Linked DNA regions of Anser cygnoides: region 2 is linked to region 1. The links are chromatin contacts, called in public Hi-C maps. All regions are on one chromosome and are shown on one strand. The core of a region is the stretch at or near the end of the contact, and the rest is flanking DNA. Distances in the headings are between cores, read along the strand shown. Region 1 holds the start of BAZ1A (bromodomain adjacent to zinc finger domain 1A). Region 2 holds the start of NFKBIA (NFKB inhibitor alpha).

Region 1 (3,976 bases), core at 37-2,536:
GCTCCCCGCGGCGCTGCCGGGGAATCCCCCGGCCGCCTCCCCCCGCCTCCCCGCCCAGGTGTCAGCCGTTGGGGGCTCCAACCGCTCCTGCCTCGCGCCGCCGGCGGAAGGGCGCGGGGGGGGGGTCCGGGGAAAAGGGGCCGCGGCTTACTCGTAGTCCCTGAAGATCTCGTTGGTGACCCTGCAGTGGAAAACGCGCTCGTCCGGCCGCAGGTCGGCGGGGGGCTTCTCCCTCACGAAGGGCTTGCGGTGCAGCAGCGGCATCGCCCCGCTCCGTCGTCTCCTTCCTGCCCCGGGACCCGCTTCGAACCGGAGGGAAAAAAAAAACACGGAGGGAAGGCGGGCAGTGAGTGCGGGCGGGCGGCGGCGCCCCCGGCCCGGGGAGGAGGGAGCGGGCCCGGCGTGTCCCTCCCCCCGGGGGGGCCGGGGAAGGAGCGGCGGAGCGCGGCGGCACGGCACGGCGGGCTCGGGCGGCGCGGCGGCGGCAGCCTTTTGTGTGCCTGACACGCCGCTGCCTGCCTGGGACTGCGCGGGGAGCGAACGGCGGCTCCTTCCTCCCCCGCCTCCTCCCGCAGCCTCACAATGGGGCCATGACGCCGAACGCCGGGCGGGGGCGGCGCCCCCCCGGCCCACCCCGCCCCGGCCGCGGCCCCGGCCCCGGCCGCACACAACGTGCTCGGCGCGGGGATACCCCGGCCCCGGCCGCCGCCGCCGCGCTTTGTCTCCGCCGCCCCCCCGCCGCCCCCGGGTCACCCCTTCCCCGCCTCTGAGCCGCGCACGCCGGCCCGGACGCCAACTTCCACTCCTCCTCCTCCTGCCCGCAGCGACCGCTTATCGCCCTCCTTCGCTTCCTGCCGGCCCGCTGCCCTAGCGGGGTCCTCGCCCGCCCCCCCCCCGGCACGGCTCGGCACGGCTCGGGGGGCTCCCCGCCCTCCGGCCCCGCCGCCGCGGGGGGCTCGGGGCTCCGCTCCCCCCCTGCCGCCTACCTGGTGCTGCCCCGAGCCGCCCCGGGGTGCGAAACGCGGCGCCCTCCGCTCGTCCCTTCTCGCTGCCCCCCCCCCGGCCCCAGCTCCCGGGAAGTTTTTGATCTACTTCTCCGAGCCCTCAATCAGGAAGAGCGGCGGGGAGGAGCCTTCCACTTCTCTCCCCTACATCTTTATTGGCCGCTCGGTGCCTTCCAGCGTGTGTCACACAGGAAGACAGCGAGCTACATTATTAATTAATGGCTGAGAGGGCTCATCCTCCATTTTCGAATTATCAGCCTGCGATCTGCGGCGCGCCGAGCGGGGGGGGGAGGAGGCCCGGCCGGCCGGGCTGCGCTGAGGCGGCGGCACCCCGGGCACCGGCAACCGGGCACCGGAGCCCGCTGCCCCCGCCGCCGGGCCGGGCTGCGGATACCGAGGGGCTCCCCCGAGCCCGGCCCGGCCCCCGGGAGCGCCCCGCCAGCGGCTCCCCGCCGGCCGGCCCGGGGCGGCGAGGGCAGGGTTTTGCCCTCGGCCAGGTTGCGAACGTGTCAGATGGGGCCCTGCCCGCCGCTGCCTTGCCTCCCCCCCTCCGGTTAATCGCCAGCGTCAGGATATTGTTCTGCCAGTGAACTAATTTTTCACCGCTTTTATTATTTCTTACCCCGGCGCGCTCACCGTGCCGTGGGTGATTAAGAGTGGGATGCTAATCTAATTGTGTTCTCTTAAGTGCCAGCCGGCTTAAAGACATAAAAACACAGAAGGAGGTCCCCATCCATCGCAGTTCAACAGTGCAAGGTCCAGAGCGTACATGAAAACGTACTGCACAATTGTAAAAACCCCACAGGACGACTTAGGTGACTGGTATCTGAAGGCTGACACAAAGATACAAGTTTACGACCTGAAATTCTGTTCGGGCAAATAAAGATCCTGTGCTGTTTCCTGCACCTGTGCATAGGTTGTTTTTCATTAGCACTGCAAGTAAAAGCAACGAGCAGCGCTGCGGCAGCCCGGATGACTAAAACCTAGAAGAATGTTTACACTCGAATTCGTGAATTACTTTGTTTAAAAAGTGATCAGGTCTTAATCAAAAGCACCGAGAAATGCCAGTGCTCCCTTCTAGTTCAGTTTACAAAATCTGAAGGTTGAACTGCAAAACAGGTTACCTCTGAGTCCTACCAACTTATTTTCATTTGCCAGTTGGCTTCACTTTCAGTTTTTAATTAATTTCTACCAAAGGGCACGAGTGCAACTTCAGTTAATGCACTTTTAATGCCTCCAACATTTCATAAATTTTAGGTTTGCATCAAAACCGTACAGTTTGCCACGGTTATGACATTTAGTGTTGGCAACTCTTATGATTACAGTGAGATTTTGCAACACTTAGCTTTGTTTTAAGCTCTGGCTCTTCAGCAGATGTGATTAAATTGGAGCCTCAGCTTCCCCTACAAATAATTACATTTCTAAATCTCAAGTTTGAGAGAAGAGCCTGAATATGTGATCTCAAAAGGTTCACAAATTACTAGGGAAATAAAAGTCTTGAGTTTATAATTTTTGTGAATCTCATCCTTTCTAAGCCAGTATCATGATATTTGGGAGCTTGGCTGTGTGTGTGTGTGTGTGTGTGTGCGGATTGTCAGCACAGCATTATTTCAGAATTAGTTGGTGTCCATGAAAAATGCATGAGTTGATAGAACTGTGACATCAAAAGCAAATCCCCTTTTCCTTTTTGCTCTCTCTTGCCCTCTTTCTCTTTTCTTCTCATCTTTTCCTCCCTCTCTTGTTCTTCCCCCCTCATTATTCCCTCAGTGATTTTTCCACTGAACAGATCCTCACTAAGTAATAGGGCTGCGCTAGGGTTTGATATTCTTAGGATACAGAGGAACAGTTCAGTTTTCACCTCTGAATCCAGCTCTGTTCTTTAAAAACCACTAATTCAGACTCTGATTCTGCTCCCAGTAAGGTCAGAAGGAACTAAGATAATTTTTTACAACACAGGATAACATCTACTAAGGGGACATTGAGATTTCAGTGGAAATTAATTCTGAGAAATCTGAAAAATGTTCCTTTCATGAGAATATTTCTTGTGTTTTTACACTGTATTCAATTTTTGTACTGATTTGGGTTGGATTTTTTTTAGGACATCACTGAAAGTATAGTTTTGATTCAAGACACAAGAACAGGGTTGTTGATGTGGATTTTACCACAGAAGGGCAAAAAAATAAGTTGGTTTGTTTTTAAAAGATGTTGTTGTACACTAACAGCTATACTAGATGGAGTTCCTTTGCCAGTGACTGAGGTTGCAGTTCTCATTCATAGAACTTTAAAAATAGTTGTACTGGGAAGATAAAATCTTACAAAACACTTGGTCTCCATGCTTTACAGCAGTAGGACAATTTCCTAGGGACAGTGCTGGCAAATCCCTCAGCTGGTCCTTCAAAGCTCCCCACAATTTTGCTAGTTTTTTATTTCTTTTCATTTGCTATATCAGAGATTTGTTTTTCTCCTCGTCCTATTCTATTTCTTCCTGTCCTTAAGCTACCAAGAACTGATTTACACAGAGATACTCCAAAATACCTGTTCCCATCAACCGTTACCAAATAGTTCCATATGTGACTCTTGTTATTCTGGAACAAGTGCAATACATGGAATTATTTTAGTATAGTCTTGCCACTCTAAAATGACACCTGACTTTATATTAGAGTAACTAATATTTAGCCAAATCATATACTTGGAACCATGCAAAAATAAAACTTTGACCCAACCTGTTTTACCTGTAGTATCACACAACTCAGAGAGTTTTATCCTCAGAGTCTGTTTAGCCACTTGCTTTGTAATAATTTAGTTTGGAATTTTTTAGCACATCACTTATAGTTTTGATTCATTTTGTTCATCTTTTTTTGTTCATCTTCTTCCCAAAAGTTGCCACTTTGTTCTTTCAGGTTTTGGCTGAAGCCAGAAAAAATAAAAATTAATTGGACTCACTTCTTCATATAGAATTTCACTGGACTTCG
Region 2 (3,863 bases), core at 1,165-3,664, 200 kb after region 1:
GGGGAGTAGCCCTGGTAGGTCACTTTGTTCACGTCTGCCCCGTGCTTCACCAGAAGTGACACCAGCTCTGAATTCTGCAGGTCCACGGCCAAGTGCAGCGCCGTTCTGCCATTGCATGGCTCCTGTTTGGAAATAACACAAGGTATTGCACGTTAGGAGAGCTGGGCTTGCTGCCGTCAGACCTGTTGAATCTTGTGACTACACAGCCCTGTTCAGTTAAATTCATGGTATAAGTTACATACCTGAGCATTTACATCTGCTCCCAAGGACAGCAGGTACTCGACAACAGCCAGATATCCTTGAATAGAAGCCAAATGGAGACACGTATGTCCTGTAAGACACAAATGAAGGTAAAATTTGAGTAAGTCTAACGTAACGCCCTATAATTCAGTTAATAATTCAGTCAAGATGATAGGATAGGATGATATTTAAGTTTGCAATTCATCCAGAACAAAGGGGTATTTTCCAGAAGAGCTTTCCAACTTCCATCAAGTATGGATAATAGGGTTGGATTTGGAAAGATTTCTTAAGAGGCTTTATTCCAGTGTTTAACTGTGGCTTATTGTAACAACAACAACAACAAAAAAGAGGAACGTGCAAAAATATAAAATATAACTGTAATGAGTACTGCAAAAGCACTCATTAAAAATGCAAAATTCAAAGCCATGAGAGCCAATGATCAACAGTGAGGAGGCCTACGAGATGCAGCCCGTGACATTTTAAGGAAGTCAGACACTGCATTGTTCTGGGGCCTCCTCAGCATTAAAATGGAAACAACGCTGCTTCTCCAGCTCTGCAGAGGTCAGCAGCCCCGTCTGCAGCGCCGTGTACTGAGGTGTGCGTATGGCAGCATGTGCGTACCGTTGTAGTTGGTTGCCTGCAGGACGGCGAGGAGGTGGTGGGGCTGGCAGTACTGCGTGAGGACGCTGACGCTTCTGAGGGAGCCCTGCTGGCAGGCGATATGGAGCGGGGTGTTTCCTCGGAAGTCCCTGATGTCCAGGTCACATCCAGCTTTCAGGAGGTGCTCAGCGATTTCGGGCTGATCAGTGATCACTGCCAGGTGAAGGGGAGTCTGCAGGCAAAAGAGAAAAGAGAAACCTGTAAGTTACACAGCGGACGTGGCAGCAGTGCCTGAACACACAAACCCTGCAGTCGCTTGGGGATTTCTGCCCAGCTGAAAACACACCCCACAAAGTCAGTTCGTTACGCTTCCTGACATAGTGCAGAGCTGCTCGTTAGTCTGGAAGCAATGAACTCGGGGCTCTCCAGATACCAGACATGCAATCCGTAAGAAGGGTATCATTAACATCCCAGCGAGGAGGGGTGCAACCCATTGCATCATATTTGAAAAATGGGGGCGGTAAGTAAGAGGCCGCTGCCGGGGAGGCAAAGTGTTGCACCAACACCGGTCGGAGTCATTCGGGTGCTTTCCTGAACGGAGGCTTTGATTTAATATCCACTGAATTAAAAAAGCGATTTTTCCTTGGGAATTCCCCACAGGGCTTTTGTGGGGGCGGTGGGGGTTGATCCGGGCCCCGGGGTGCCGAGGTGAAAGTACCTGGCTGAGGTTGTTCTGGAAATTCAGGAAGGCACGGTCCCCGCTGGTCTGCCGGATCACCTCCAGGCTGAGGGCTTTTTCTTCGTGGATAATCGCCAAGTGGAGAAAACTGCATCCAAAAAAAAAAAAAAAAAAGAGAGAACAAAAGAAAAATTAGCCGAGCTACGCGAAAGCCCCAGTCCCCCCGGCGGGAACACGGGTGACGAGGTGCCCGGGCCACGGCCTCAGTCATGTGCGGGTTTCGAAAGCCGGGGCTTTCGGCGGCCGGGGCTTTCCGACGGCAGCGGGAGCCGCCTCTCCCTGGCGCCGCTCCAGGGACTTTCCGCGCTCCGCTCCCCGCCCGGCGCCTCCCCGACGGCGGCCCCGGCCCCGTTCCCGTCCCGGCCCCGGCCTCCCCGCGGCCCCGGCCCCGACTTACGTGTCCCCGTCCTCGGTGAGCTGCTGCGCCCAGCCGTGCGGGCGGGCGGGCGGCTCGCGGGGCTGCAGGCGGATGTCCTCCAGCTCCCGCACCAGCTGCCGGTACTCCTCCTCCTTCATGGAGTCCAGCCCGCTGTCGTGGCGGTCGTCGGGCGGCAGCAGCCCGGCCGCCCGCTCCTTGCGGGGCGGCTCGCAGCCCTCCGCGGCGGGCGGCTCGGCGGCGAGGCGGGCGCTGATCATGGCGGCGGGGCTCTGAGGGCGGCGGGGCGCCGCGGCTCCGAGGGCGGCTGGCGGGGCCGGGAGCGGGGCCGGGAGCGGGGCGCGGAGCGGGGCTGGCGCTGCCGACCGGGCGGGCATCCGCGAGTGAGCGGCGGCGGCGGCGGCGCGCCGCATATACACGGCGGCGGAGGGGATTTCTGCGGGGGAGGAGCCGCCGCCGCGGGAATTTCCAGCCTCTCAAGGCCTCGCCGGGCGAGTCCGGTCCTGCTCGGCGCCAGGGGCGGCGACGGGGTGGGGAGGGAGGGAGGGAGGGAAGGGGGCCGGCCCGGCTCGGCGCGGCGCGGCCCGGCAGGGCGGAATTCCCTGCGCCCTCCCTGCCCGGCCCTGCCCTGCCCGCGGCGGGGAAGTACTCGGAGCCCCGCGGGGGGACGCCGCCGCCCGGCCGCCCCGGGGGCTTCCCCGCGGGGCCCGCTGCCCGCTGCAGGCAGCCCCCCGGCTCCTCGGCCCTCCCCCGGAGGCCAAACGGGGCTTTGGGGGACGCAGGAGGGGAGCTTGGGCTGCGGCGTGGGGCCGCTTCTGCACCCCGTGTCCCAAAGCCTGGATCGGGTCACCGTGATGCTAATTATTTACTTACTGGGGGGTGCCAGGCTTTGGAGAGACTCAGATGCTGCGCACGGCTGGTGTTACACATTGCGGAGCCTGCAGGTGTGCGGGTACCACACAGCACCTGAGGGACCTCACACCTCTGCGGTGGAATTGCTCACGGGATTAGGAGCAGGCGGGAGGATCCCTGCTCCACTCTGTACGTCCAGGCCGTGTCAAAGGCTAAACAGAACCCCTCAGACCGTACACACAGGAACTTTGTTTCCCGAGAAGCGGTACCTTCTCCCAGTACCCTTACTCTCTGCATCCATTTTAGTTACTCCCTGCTCCTCATTACCGATGTCCTCCCATCCGTGCGTAGGGAGAACAGGATAGACGCGGGCTCCCACATGGATAAAAGACGCCTGTGAGGTTGACGATGCTGAATTTTTCCCTGGTGAATTTTGCTGCCGCTTCTCAGATGTGGGGGATTCCCATTAAGAATTTTTCTTCTCTTGCAACTCTTGCTGGCCTCGCTGACTAACAGTGTCTGAGAGTTTTTTGGCTTTTGCCATTTTCCCATGGGATGGTGTCCCTTTGAAAAAAAGGACTTGTGAGAAAATCCGAAGATGAAAGGGGGAGCCAGAGGAGAGGGAAGACGCCTGGCTTTCCGTAAACAGATGTTTCTGATTTTCAGCCCAGCCGTACCATTCCTGGGCTTTTTTTCATTATTCATCTCTGGGCCTGGGACAACCCGGTGGTGCTTTTGGGCAGGTTTAGAAAAGCCGTGCAGCTCTTTCTTTTATAGGTTAAGGGTTATGAAAGTTTTGTGAGCTTCTTGAAAGAGTTTCCCCTTTTTAATGTAAATTGGCAGGGGAAATTTAATTAACAAATGATTCTCCTCCCACCTGCCTCTGTGCAAAAGCAAGGAGGGGAGCTGGAAAGCAAGCTCCTGATCCGAGTAGCAGGGGCACCGAGCCCAGCAAGAACCGAGCTGCCTCCCGGTGGGGCTTCGCCAGAGCCACGCAGAAATTAAACTTGCAAACTTCCCGTCCTCGTTGCGATGGCTGGAAACCGAGTTCAGCAA

Evidence for each region. A called contact is a pair of places that touch in the nucleus more often than the background predicts.
Region 2: a contact with region 1 is called in a Hi-C map of liver, with 1.4 times the contacts expected there. The contact joins the promoter of NFKBIA here to the promoter of BAZ1A in region 1. A contact is called at or near these places in 2 of 7 Hi-C or Micro-C datasets (both in liver).

What each region holds. Positions count from the first base shown.
Region 1 is chr5:40,198,904-40,202,879 of Taihu_goose_T2T_genome, forward strand. BAZ1A (bromodomain adjacent to zinc finger domain 1A) reads right to left here and starts at 1,287. Exons shown (of 27, transcript XM_048059739.2): 1 at 987-1,287; 2 at 152-302. The coding sequence starts at 264.
Region 2 is chr5:40,399,405-40,403,267 of Taihu_goose_T2T_genome, forward strand. NFKBIA (NFKB inhibitor alpha) reads right to left here and starts at 2,415. Exons shown (of 6, transcript XM_048059840.2): 1 at 1,977-2,415; 2 at 1,559-1,667; 3 at 862-1,072; 4 at 243-331; 5 at 1-122. The coding sequence starts at 2,368.